Linked DNA regions of Sus scrofa: region 1 is linked to region 2. Evidence: chromatin contacts called from public promoter capture Hi-C data. All regions are on one chromosome and are shown on one strand. Each heading gives the region's core, a stretch centred on a gene start, on an enhancer-like site or on the middle of the called end of the contact. The rest is flanking DNA. Distances are from core to core; before and after follow the strand shown. Region 1 holds the start of EDRF1 (erythroid differentiation-related factor 1). Region 2 holds the start of LOC110256807.

Evidence for each region. Promoter capture Hi-C pulls out the DNA fragments that hold promoters and counts their contacts.
Region 1: a contact with region 2 is called in a promoter capture Hi-C map of fetal skeletal muscle, with 8 times the contacts expected there. The contact joins the promoter of EDRF1 here to the promoter of LOC110256807 in region 2. A contact is called at or near these places in 1 of 5 promoter capture datasets (fetal skeletal muscle) and 2 of 47 Hi-C or Micro-C datasets (heart right ventricle and mesenteric adipose tissue).

The regions. Positions count from the first base shown.
Region 1 is chr14:135,038,180-135,043,476 of Sscrofa11.1, reverse strand. EDRF1 (erythroid differentiation-related factor 1) reads right to left here and starts at 1,395. Exons shown (of 25, transcript XM_005671561.3): 1 at 1,157-1,395; 2 at 1-86. The coding sequence starts at 1,264.
Region 2 is chr14:134,486,978-134,492,105 of Sscrofa11.1, reverse strand. LOC110256807 reads right to left here and starts at 3,408. Exons shown (of 1, transcript XM_021073633.1): 1 at 966-3,408. The coding sequence starts at 3,380. The coding sequence ends at 2,295. CTBP2 (C-terminal-binding protein 2) reads left to right here and starts at 3,301. Exons shown (of 11, transcript XM_021073631.1): 1 at 3,301-3,430.

The DNA.
Region 1 (5,297 bases), core at 146-2,645, 550 kb before region 2:
GCAAATGCCGTCCGAGGCGGGGCAGAGGAGTACTTCACCACTGCTCGGCTCTTCACTTCATTGCCGCCGAGAAATAAAGCTGATCCCTGATTAACATATGACGTGGAACTTGAATCAACACCACTAAGAATGAAAACCCCATCTTTATAAAAAGAAAACCAGACACCACATCAGGCTGCTAAGAACACAGGCCACTACCACGAAGAGCACTTAATAAACGTGAGCATAAACTGTACAGTTTGCTTTGCTCTTCTTCACATCATTTCAAAAAAGATGAGCCAAGGAGTGTGATGACTATGGTTACAATCTAGCAAAAGCAGGCCAACCAACCTCACTTTATTTTCTAAATGATTGTTATTTTTTCCATTATAGCTGGTTTGCAGTATTCTGTCAATTTCCTACTGCACGGCAAGGTGACCCAGGCACACATACATGTATACATTTTCTCACACTAACTTTTAAAACTGATTCATAGAAAGTGTAGAGACAGAAACCAAGGAGTCAATAGTAGCATGTTAACAAAATGCCACATTTATTCAACATGCATTTTAATTTCAATAACATACATCATTTGGAAAGTAGCTTGCAGTAAGATACCTGGGCCTTTTCTGTTTCTAAGTAAGAGTTTAATACCTGATGAGTTTATTGCACAAATACTCTGAACGTCTAACTTCATAGCAAATCACTGGGGAAACGACACAGATTTCACTTGCACACCCCCAAGAAAGCTCAGGGTCTGAGATATCTCTTCCAACCTTCTTTCACGCTGTCCCTTTGTGGCCTGGCCAACACTCCGCACACTTCAAACACTGGCTCAGTCTCGGTCAGCGCGCTCCCTTCTCCCTCCAGCTTGCAAGTCTGCCAATTTTGGAACCACATATTTACATACGCGCTCCCTGACAGCAGAGATCGCGTCTAACTCACCCGTCGGTTACCACCGAGTGAGAAGCCAGGACTGCTTCTGACACGAATGACTTGCAAGTAAATGCCTCAATAATTGTCGACAAGCACTCGGACTTCCACTCCGTTTTGGGGGCCGTCCGGGAGGGGTGGAAAAGGCTCCAGGAGCCGCTGGGAACCGTGACATCCCTCCCCGGCCGAGCGGCCCGCAGCCCCCGAGCCCTGCAGGTCCCGCCCCGCCCCGCGGCAGACTCACCTGTGCAGAAGGTTCCTCCGTCTCTCCTTGGGACAGGAGGCTGAGCCCGTCCCGAGCAGTGGCCCCAATCGGCGGAGCCTCAGCCACGGCCTCCTTAGAGTCCCCCATCACCTCCGTCCGGGGCAGGCGAGGCAAAGCTCAAGCCGAGAAGCCCCAGCACGTTCCGCGGCCCGGCGGCGCGGCAGCACCGTAAAGCAAGCGCCGGAGACACCCTGCACTTCCGGCCTCTGACAGGAAGAGGTGGTGCTGACGTATTCAAATCTCGCGATCTTTGTGCCTGAGGCCCGGCCCGGCCTCCCCCGACAGAGCCCACCTTCGCGGCGGGCGCGGGAACTGTAGTGCGCCTGCGTCTGTCAGAGTGTTCGGGGAACTGCCTCCCGCGTGATCTGACTCTCAGGCTCCACCCCTTGCACGCGGGTCTTTGTTGGCAAACAGTTCTGCGGGCCTGGGCGCGAGGCCGCGGCAGTGCCGCGGAGGTTCTCCCTGTGTCGGCGGGGGAAAAGCCCCCGTAGGTGTAACCCGCGGCTCCCGTTTTTTAAAGTAGTGAAGTCCTAGCGCTCGTCCCTCCAGCTTTCAGCGTCCCCTTCGTTTACAGACGGGCTCACAGGCCCAGGAAGGGAAGACAGGCCCAGGTGATGGCGGTCGAGACTCCAGCTCACCCGGACTCGGAGTCCTGTCCGCGCATCACAATGCGTGCGGGGGGCCGGGGCTCCGTGGAGAGGACGGCGCCGAGGAGGCCCGCCGCCTTTGCTGAAGGGCTGGACTTCAGAGGGGGTGGCACCACCGAAGGTGCGATTTGCCGCTTAGTGACTCGCGGAGCGTCAACGGAAGTGCTCCCGCCGTTTGTCAGGCCCCCAGGGAACTAGCAAAAGGCATTCATTCCATTGATCCAGGGATTTCTCCAGCCTTAAAGTGCTGGGGAAAAGGCTGGGGATCCAGGTGACCTGAAGATTCTGTTTCAGTTAGTCTGGGAGGGGCCTGAGATTCCTAGATTCCCTAGGATATGATGCCAGTGTTTTGAGTAGCGAAGAGGTAGAAAAACAGCCAAGGACGGCTTAAAGCTTTGAAGGTACTAGGCGCTCTTATTCTCCGAGCTCACAGCCAAGATCAGGTCAAGCGTAGTTAAATGCCATCACATCCATTATAAAAATGCCTGTTTTGTTTTGCTGTAAAATATTGAGGATTTTTTAAAATTAATTTTGCCTTTGCAGTTATTTGACTATCTCGGTTTGTAATAGACATTAGGCTTTGATAACTACTAATTATATTCATATTTGGAAGTGCTTGTGACAGCAGACTCAAATTGTTTTCAAATGTAACAAAACATTTTTACAAACTGCATTTACCAACAATTTAATAGCACGTCTTGTAGACACGTGTTCGTTTTGGTATTTACATTATTTTGTATTTTTGAAGTCAGTACTTTTTTTTTGCAAGCAACACGTTATTTTACATTATAGCAAAAAGTTGAACACAGATATCTAACGTTGGGATATTTGGATATCAGGATATCTAATTAGGATGTACGGTTATGTCTATTTTGAGTACTTAGTACCATTAACTTGTGCATTAACTTGTTTTTCAAGATTATTCAAGAACATTTAATTTGTACCCTTTGGGGAGTGCCTGCTGTGGCTCAGCGGTAAGGAACTCCACTAGTATCCATAAGGAGGCAGGTTCAATCTCTGGCCCCGCTCAGTGGGTTAAGGATCCAGCGTTGCTATGAGCTGTGGTGTAGGTTGCAGACCTGGCTGGGATCTGGCATTGCTGTGGCTGTAGAACTTTCGTAGGAACTCTTTTGTCTTTTTAGGTGCAGTCCTAAAGAAACAAAAAACTCACAAAAATTGTACCTGTACTGTAAAATGTGTATTAAATGTACCTGTAGTATAAAATTTTGCATGATGTTAGGTGATTAAAAAAAATTCAGGAGTTCCCGTCGTGGCGCAGTGGTTGACGAATCCGACTAGGAACCATGAGGTTTCGGGTTCGGTCCCTGCCCTTGCTCAGTGGGTTAACGATCCAGCATTGCTCCAGCATTGCCGTGAGCTGTGGTGTAGGTTGCAGACGCGGCTCGGATCCCGCATTGCTGTGGCTCTGGCGTAGGCCGGTGGCTACAGCTCCGATTCGACCCCTAGCCTGGGAACCTCCATATGCCGCGGGAGCGGCCCAAGAAATAGCAACAACAACAACAACAAAAAGACAAAAGACAAAAAAAGACAAAAAAAAAAAAAAATTCAAAGCAAACCTCCACTAAGTTCTGTATTTTACCAACATATCTATCTCTGTGTCAATGTCCATAAAAACACATCCGAGGGGTAAAAGGAAGCAATTTTAAATTTATCCTTTAAAGCTTTATTTCCCTGTTTTAAATTTTTGATTATGCATTATTTTATGGTAAAATGTCCTTTTATTAAGCTTGTAGACATATACATATAGACATACATATTGAGCGTCTCATGATCTTAAAATTCTGTTGTTTTACGATATAATTCTATCTCCGTAAGTGGGGATTTCCTGAGGTAGCAGTAACGCTTTTCTCAGGATTTACAAACTTGGCAGGCCTCTTGAGAAGTGCCTGAACCTTTGTGGATGGTACTTAGGGAGAAAATGTGCTGGCAACAGCCTGGGAAAAGGCAGAGAAGAATGAGCCAGAGAGAGGGAGAAGTCAGTGCAGAAAAGGAGAGGTCAGATGCACAGGGGTCCATGAGAGCAGGCGGAAGGCTGGTGGACCCAGAGATGCCGAGGGGCTACTTGCGGAGGGAAATCTGAGGGGGACCCAGGTTTCCTGGGGCCGCTCCCAGGGCAGGAGTAGAGAGGTTTAGGGAGTGATGATGATCCCTGATGGCAGGAGAGACTGGGCACCTCTGAATTACATCAAGGTTATACATTCTTCTAGCTCTAACTGCTTATCAGTTTTTTTAATTTGACTGGCGTATAGTTGACTTACAAAGTTGTTGGTTTCAGGTGTACAGCAAAGTCAGTCCGTTCTACATATATGTACATCCATCCTTTTTCAGATTCTTTTCCCATGTAGGTTATTACACAGAATTGAGCAGGTTACCCTGTCCTGTACATTCGGTCCTTGTCACCTACCTACTTTATATGTAGTAGTGTGTATATGTCAATCCCACCCCCCTAATTTATCCCTCCCCCACTCATGTTTCCCTTTGGTAACTGTAAGTTTGGTTTCAAAATCTTTGCATCTGCTTCTGCTTTTTAAGTTCTTTTGTGTCATTTTTCCTTAGATTCCACCTATTTGTGATCTCATGTATTTGTCTTTCTCTGACTTATTTCACTTAGTGTGATCATTTTTAGGTTCATCCATATTGCTGCAAATGACATTATTTCGCCTTTTTATGGCTGAGTAATATTCCATTGTATATATGTACCACATCCTCTTTATCCAGTTCTCTGTTGATGGACATTTAGGTTGCTTCCATGTCTTGACTGTTGTAAACAGCGCTGCAATGAACATGATTTTTTTTTTTTTTTTTTGCCTTTTTGCCTTTTGAGGGCCGCTCCTGTGGCATATGGAGGTTCCCAGGATAGGGGTCCAATAGGAGCTGTAGCTGCCAGCCTATGCCAGAGCCACAGCAACACGGGATCCGAGCCACGTCTGCAACCTACACCACAGCTCACGGCAATGCCAGATCCTTAACCCACTGAGCAAGGGCAGGGATTGAACCTGCAACCTCATGGTTCCTAGTCGGATTCGTTAACCACTGAGCCATGACGGGAACTCCTGAACATAATTTTTTTCTTTTCCCACTTCAAAAACCTTCATGTGCTGTGGGTTTGTTATTGTTTTTAGTGTGTGTGATTAAAATATGTGGGAGAACATGAACCATTATTTCTAGAATTTCGCATTTTGAGGCACTTATTTATATTCATTTTTACGTTCTTCCAGTGTCTGCCTTCCCTTCCTTCCCAGCTCCCCCAGCTCCCAGCCCTCACCCCCAGGCTCTACTTCATCATTTGTGGCCTGTAGGAGCAGTTTTCCTAGATTTTGTAACCAATCAGCGCTCTCACATGTTTGCCTGCTTCCCCAGTGCCTAAAAGGATCACCACTTAAGAAAGGTTTATTGAATGAATCAGCTGCTTATAGTTGGCTGCTTCAGTACATTGTCCCATAAGTCCATGT
Region 2 (5,128 bases), core at 2,159-4,658:
AAATATTTGTCTGAGACTCTGCTTTCCATTATTTTGTGTCTATAACTAGAATTGCTGGATTGTATAGTAAATTCTACATTGATTTTGAGGAACTACCAGACTGTTTTTCACAGTGGCGGCAACAATTTGCAGTTTGTACTTCTACCAGCAACGTACAAGTTTTCTAATTTTTGACTTTTTTTTTTTTTTTTTTTTTGGTCTTTTTTGTCTTTTTAGGGCCATACCCAAGGCACATGGAGGTTCCCAGGCTAGGGGAGTAATTGCAGCTGTAGCCACTGGCCTACGCCACAGCCACAGCAACGCCAGATCCGAGCCGCGTCTGTGACCTACACCACAGCAACACTGGATCCCCAACCCACTGAGCGAGGCCAGGAATTGAACCCAAAACCACATGGCTCCTAGTCGTATCCATTAACCACTGAGCCACGATGGGAACTCCTTATTTTTGACATTCTTACCAACATATTGTTTTCTGGGTTTTTAAAATTTTTTTTTTTTTTTTATAATGACCATCCCAACAGACATGAAGTGGTATCTTACTGTGGTATTGATTTGCATTTCCCTAACGATTAGGGAAATCTTCTCATGTGCTTATGGGTCACTTCTGTATTTTCCTTTGAGAAATGTCTATTCAAGTCTGGCCATTTTTTAATTGGACTGGGTTTGTTTTTTTTTTTTTTTTCCTGAGGGGGGATGTCTTTTTTAAAAAATTGGAGTTTGTGGAGTTGCTGTTGTTGCTCATTGGATTAAGAACCCGACACGTCATCATGAAGATGCGGGTTGGATCCCTGGCCTCACTGAGTGGGTTCAGGAACCCGTGTTGCTGTGGCTGTGGTGTAGGCCAGCAGCTGCAGCTCCACTTCGATCCTAGCCTGGGAACCTCCCTATGCCATGAATGCAGCCCTAAAAGGCAAAATAAACAAATAAATAAACAAATAAATAAATAAATAAATAAAATAAAATAATTGGAGTTTGAAATAACTCACATGTTGGAGGCAAATGGACTCAACATTTCAAAATATAGGGTATCAAGTTGAAATGACAAATGATTTTTGCTCCCAGGATGACTTTTTTTTTTTTTTTTTAAACGTTTTCAAAACAACACAGCATTTTCTAAGTTAGGTCAAATTGGTAGTAGCCATGAAAGTGGAACAAGTGATGTGAAAAATTAGCTGACGTTCCCTGTTTTCTGAGTGGAAAGAGGGCCACTCAGGACCAAAGATCATCTGTGAAATAAAGAAGCAGGAACTCGTCATGATTGTTATAGCTCACACCTAAGAAAGATAGAAACGCCTGTACCAGGAGCCCAGTACCCTGGGGGTGGGCGGGGTCCGTGTGCAGCCCAGAACTTTCTTAGGCTCGGTGACCTTGAGTCAAAACTGATGCGGAGGGGAGAGCCCTGAAGAAGTTTCTGGGGATGCAGGGTCGTCAGAAGATGGAGACCCCGAACACAGCAGGAGTCTGGCAGTTTTTCACCTGTACCGTAGACTCCGGAGCCACTCAGCTGGCCTGGCCCGGGCCTATTAGGACAAGTAGAAAACCAGCTTCGGACATCTTAGTAACTGAATTTTCTGAGCTAGTGCGTTTTAAATGCCTGGCCCGGCACTGCCAGCACTTCTAGGAGGTCTTCAGTGGGGTTTGAAAACCTATTGTTTGATGATAAAACGGTCATCCGGAGTCAAGGCCCCCACATTGCCTGTCGCACAGGCCAACCTGGGCGCAGCTTTAGCAAACGAGTAGCGAGAACTCACCCCCCGCTGCGGGCGGGCGCTGGAGTTTTAAAAATGTCAATAGACCGAGAGGCCTAGAGCAGAGCTCTTCGGGATGCAGAAGAGGGTCCAGCGGTTCGGTGGCCCTTTCTCTGGCCCCAGGCCCCAGCCCAAGTTTCCTCCGGTTGGTAGGGTGTGGTGCACTCCGGGTACGTGGGAGGCTCAACTCCGCCACTCAGATCCGGGCATGGCAGTCCCTGCGGCCTGCAGAGGCCAGACCTCACACACCCCTTCCCACGCCTTTGCTGCTCAACGTCTCAATCCAGTTCCTAACATCTCAATATGGTTTTTAAACAGATCGAGACTAAGGGCTCCATTCAGCCCAAGAGGGGCTCTTGCAGGACGCGCGGCCGATCTCAGAGACGTGAGATGAGTTTGGGGGGCTCTGGGGCGCAGGCAAAAGAGCCCTCCCAGCCCGCAGCCGCTGACTCCTTTCCGCAAACTGGGCTCCCACACCGCGGGTCACGGGCGTGCAATTTCGTCTAGGTGCGGCCGGCGCTCGGCCTGGATCCTGGTGTTCAGACACTAACCTCGGCGCGTTGGGGCGGCGCGCGAGCCCAGGTCCTTGATTCTCTGGAGCCGCTGCGGCCGCAGAGCGCCTCCGTCCCGCGAGGCCCGGAGCTCCCACCCAAGGCGAGGCTTTAAAAATAGCCCCGGCGAGATCCAAGCAACAGGAAGGAACATTTTTTTTTTTTGATGTGTAAAAAATGTTTTTGCTTCTTGTAGGGAACGCAACCGCTGCAAGTTCCAGCACACAGGGCTCCCTCTGCGCGCACCCACAGCTATCGCCGCCCCTCGGGCCAGGCGCGGGCACCGTCTCCCGGATCCGGATTTGGGGAGCGCAAGTGCCCCCTGTGGCCGGCCTGCGCCTGACCCCGCGGGCCTTGAGAAGGCACAGGCAGCCGGCGCGGGGGCCCGGGAGGAAGTTGGAGCCGTGGGGCCGGGAAGGGGGCAGGTCGTCGGCGCCGTGGGCCCGGCGGGGGCCCGAAGGAGCCAGGGCCGCCTCGGGGCGCCGCGCCGCGGTCCGCCCGGGCTCGCGTCCCCCCACGTGGCCGGCCGCCCGGGGCCCCACGTGGAAGGGGCGGAGGAGGAAGGAGGGCGAAGGCAGGGCCGGACTCCTGGCCGCCGCCGCCGCTGGACCCCCACCCCTGCCGCCAGGGCCCCAGCGTTACGCGAGGGCCTCCCGGGCGGGGCCTGGCCGGGGAGTGCCCGCCGCGCCCGGCCCCCTCGCCCGCCCGCCGCGCCTGTGTGCACTTTCGCGGAGCCACTAATCCCCGAGAGAGCCGATTTGTAGTGAAGAGTATCCGTAGGGGGCGAGGCCGGCCCATGTGGGGTTGTGTCATTGGTTTGCAAAGAGAGACCCCGCCTTTGCCCAAAAAAAAAAAAGAAAAAAGGAGAAAAAAAAAAAAAAAAAAAAAAAAAAAAAGGAGCGAGGAGTGAGCGGGCGGCGACCCTCACCTCGCCTCCCGCCTCGCTCCTGCGCAGCCAGCGGCCACCGGGAGACGCAGTCGGCGTCGCTTCTTTCCCTTTCCTTTTCTCTCCGTTTTCCTCCTCCTTCCCCGGAGGAGAAAACAAATAAAGAAGAGCAAATAGCCGGGAGGCGCTCGGCATCCAGGACGCTCCCTCCCCCGATCCAAGTTGGAATTAGCATCCTCTTGGGGGTGAGCGAAGCGCGGGGCGAGGGCGGGCCGGGGACCCCCAGCGCAGCCCCCTCCCGGCCGGCGGGCGTGGGGCCGGGACGGAGCTGGGGAGGATCGGGAGCCGGGTGGGCGGAGGAAGGGGGTGGGGTGGGTGGGGAAGTAGGAAGAGGCTCGGCGGTGAGGGGAGGAGGAGGAAGGGAAGGGGAGGGATAGGGTGGGGAGGGGAGAGAAGGGGGAGGAGAGGGAAGGGCAGTAGGGGGAGGGGCGGGGAGCTGGAGAGATTAAGTTTTTGTGTGTGTGTCCCTGTGTGCGTGTGTCATTTTAAGGTGGCCCGGGAGCGGCCCAGAAGAGCCGGCGGCGGCCCAAGGAGCGAGGGACGGAGCCGGGAGCCATGCCGCGCTGAGGGGGGGGCCGCACAGCCGCCGCCACCGCCACCGCCGCCGGGTGGGGTGGGAGGGGCGGGAGCCGCCGCCGCTGCCGCCGCCGCCGCCGCCGCCGCCGCCGCCTCCCGGGTGGGCGCCCTTCGCCTTGGACGCCGGCGGCCCAGGACGAGGTAAGGGGGGCCCCGGGGGAGGGCTGGGGCCGCCGCCGCCCCCGCCCCCGCCTCACCTGCGGCCACGGGCTGGGGGCGCCGCGCCCGCGCCTCACTGCGCCACTGGGGGAGGAGGAGGAGGGCGAAGGACACGGAGCCGGCATCCGAGGACATCTTTGGTCTGCGCCCCCGGCCCGGTGTCCCTGCTCGGCGCTTGGGGGTGGGCGCCGGCCTGGGGGTCCTTGCCCGCGCCCCCCCCCCCCGCCACCGCGGATCGCGCCCGCTGGCCGCCGTTTGCGCCAGGATTTTTGTTGTTGTGATGAGAGTTGATGAATGCGAAGTAGGCGGTCACCTTCCTTCCCATCAGGATTGGGAAAAAAAAAAAAAAAAAAAAAAAAAAAGAAACCCCGAGTGCGGCGGCGTCCGGAGGGCAGCGGCGGCGGCGGCGTCTCGGCGACGGTTTCCTAGGTGCCCCCGGCTCCCATTCCCCGAGGCCGGTGGGTGCGCGCGCGGGGGCTGCCAGCGACCCAGGCCGAGCGCGCGGCACGCCGCGGGGACAATACACCCGGATCCCTCGGGACCGGGAGTCCGAGCGCGCCGGGCCTTTCGCCTGCGGGGCGGGGGCGGGGGAGGGGAGCTGAGGGTCCACTGGGAAACCGGGGCGCGCTCGGCTCGGGGCCCCCAGGGGAGCGGCCCCTGCCGGCAGGGGATCCCGCGCGGCGCCCCGGGAGCGCAAGTGAAAGACGGGAAAGGAGGCGAAGTGGAACCCTTTTGTTTTGCCGGCCCCGCATTGTTGGCTTCTCCGGGCAGCCGGGCCACATCTGCCGCCGCCACCACCACTGCCGCGCCGGGCTCGGCCCGCCAAAGTCGCAGCGGGGCGGGGGCCCGGGGCGAGCCGGGCGGCGGGCGCGGGCGCGGGCGGGGGCCGGGCTGGCTGGGCATTTCCTCTGCCCGGCCGCGCTCCCGCCAGCACCACTTCCTCCTCGCCCGCCGCCGCTGCCGCCGCCGCCGCCGCCGCCGCCGCCGCCGCCGCCGCGAACCCGGCCCGCCGGCCTCCCCCGCCCTGGCCGCACTTTTCGGGTGGGGCGATCCAAAAAGAAAAAGTTTCGCAGGAGGGGCTGGCGGGGGCGCGCCCCGGGCCGCGGTAACTCGGCGCGGCGCAGCGACAGCCGGGCGGCCGCGGTCGC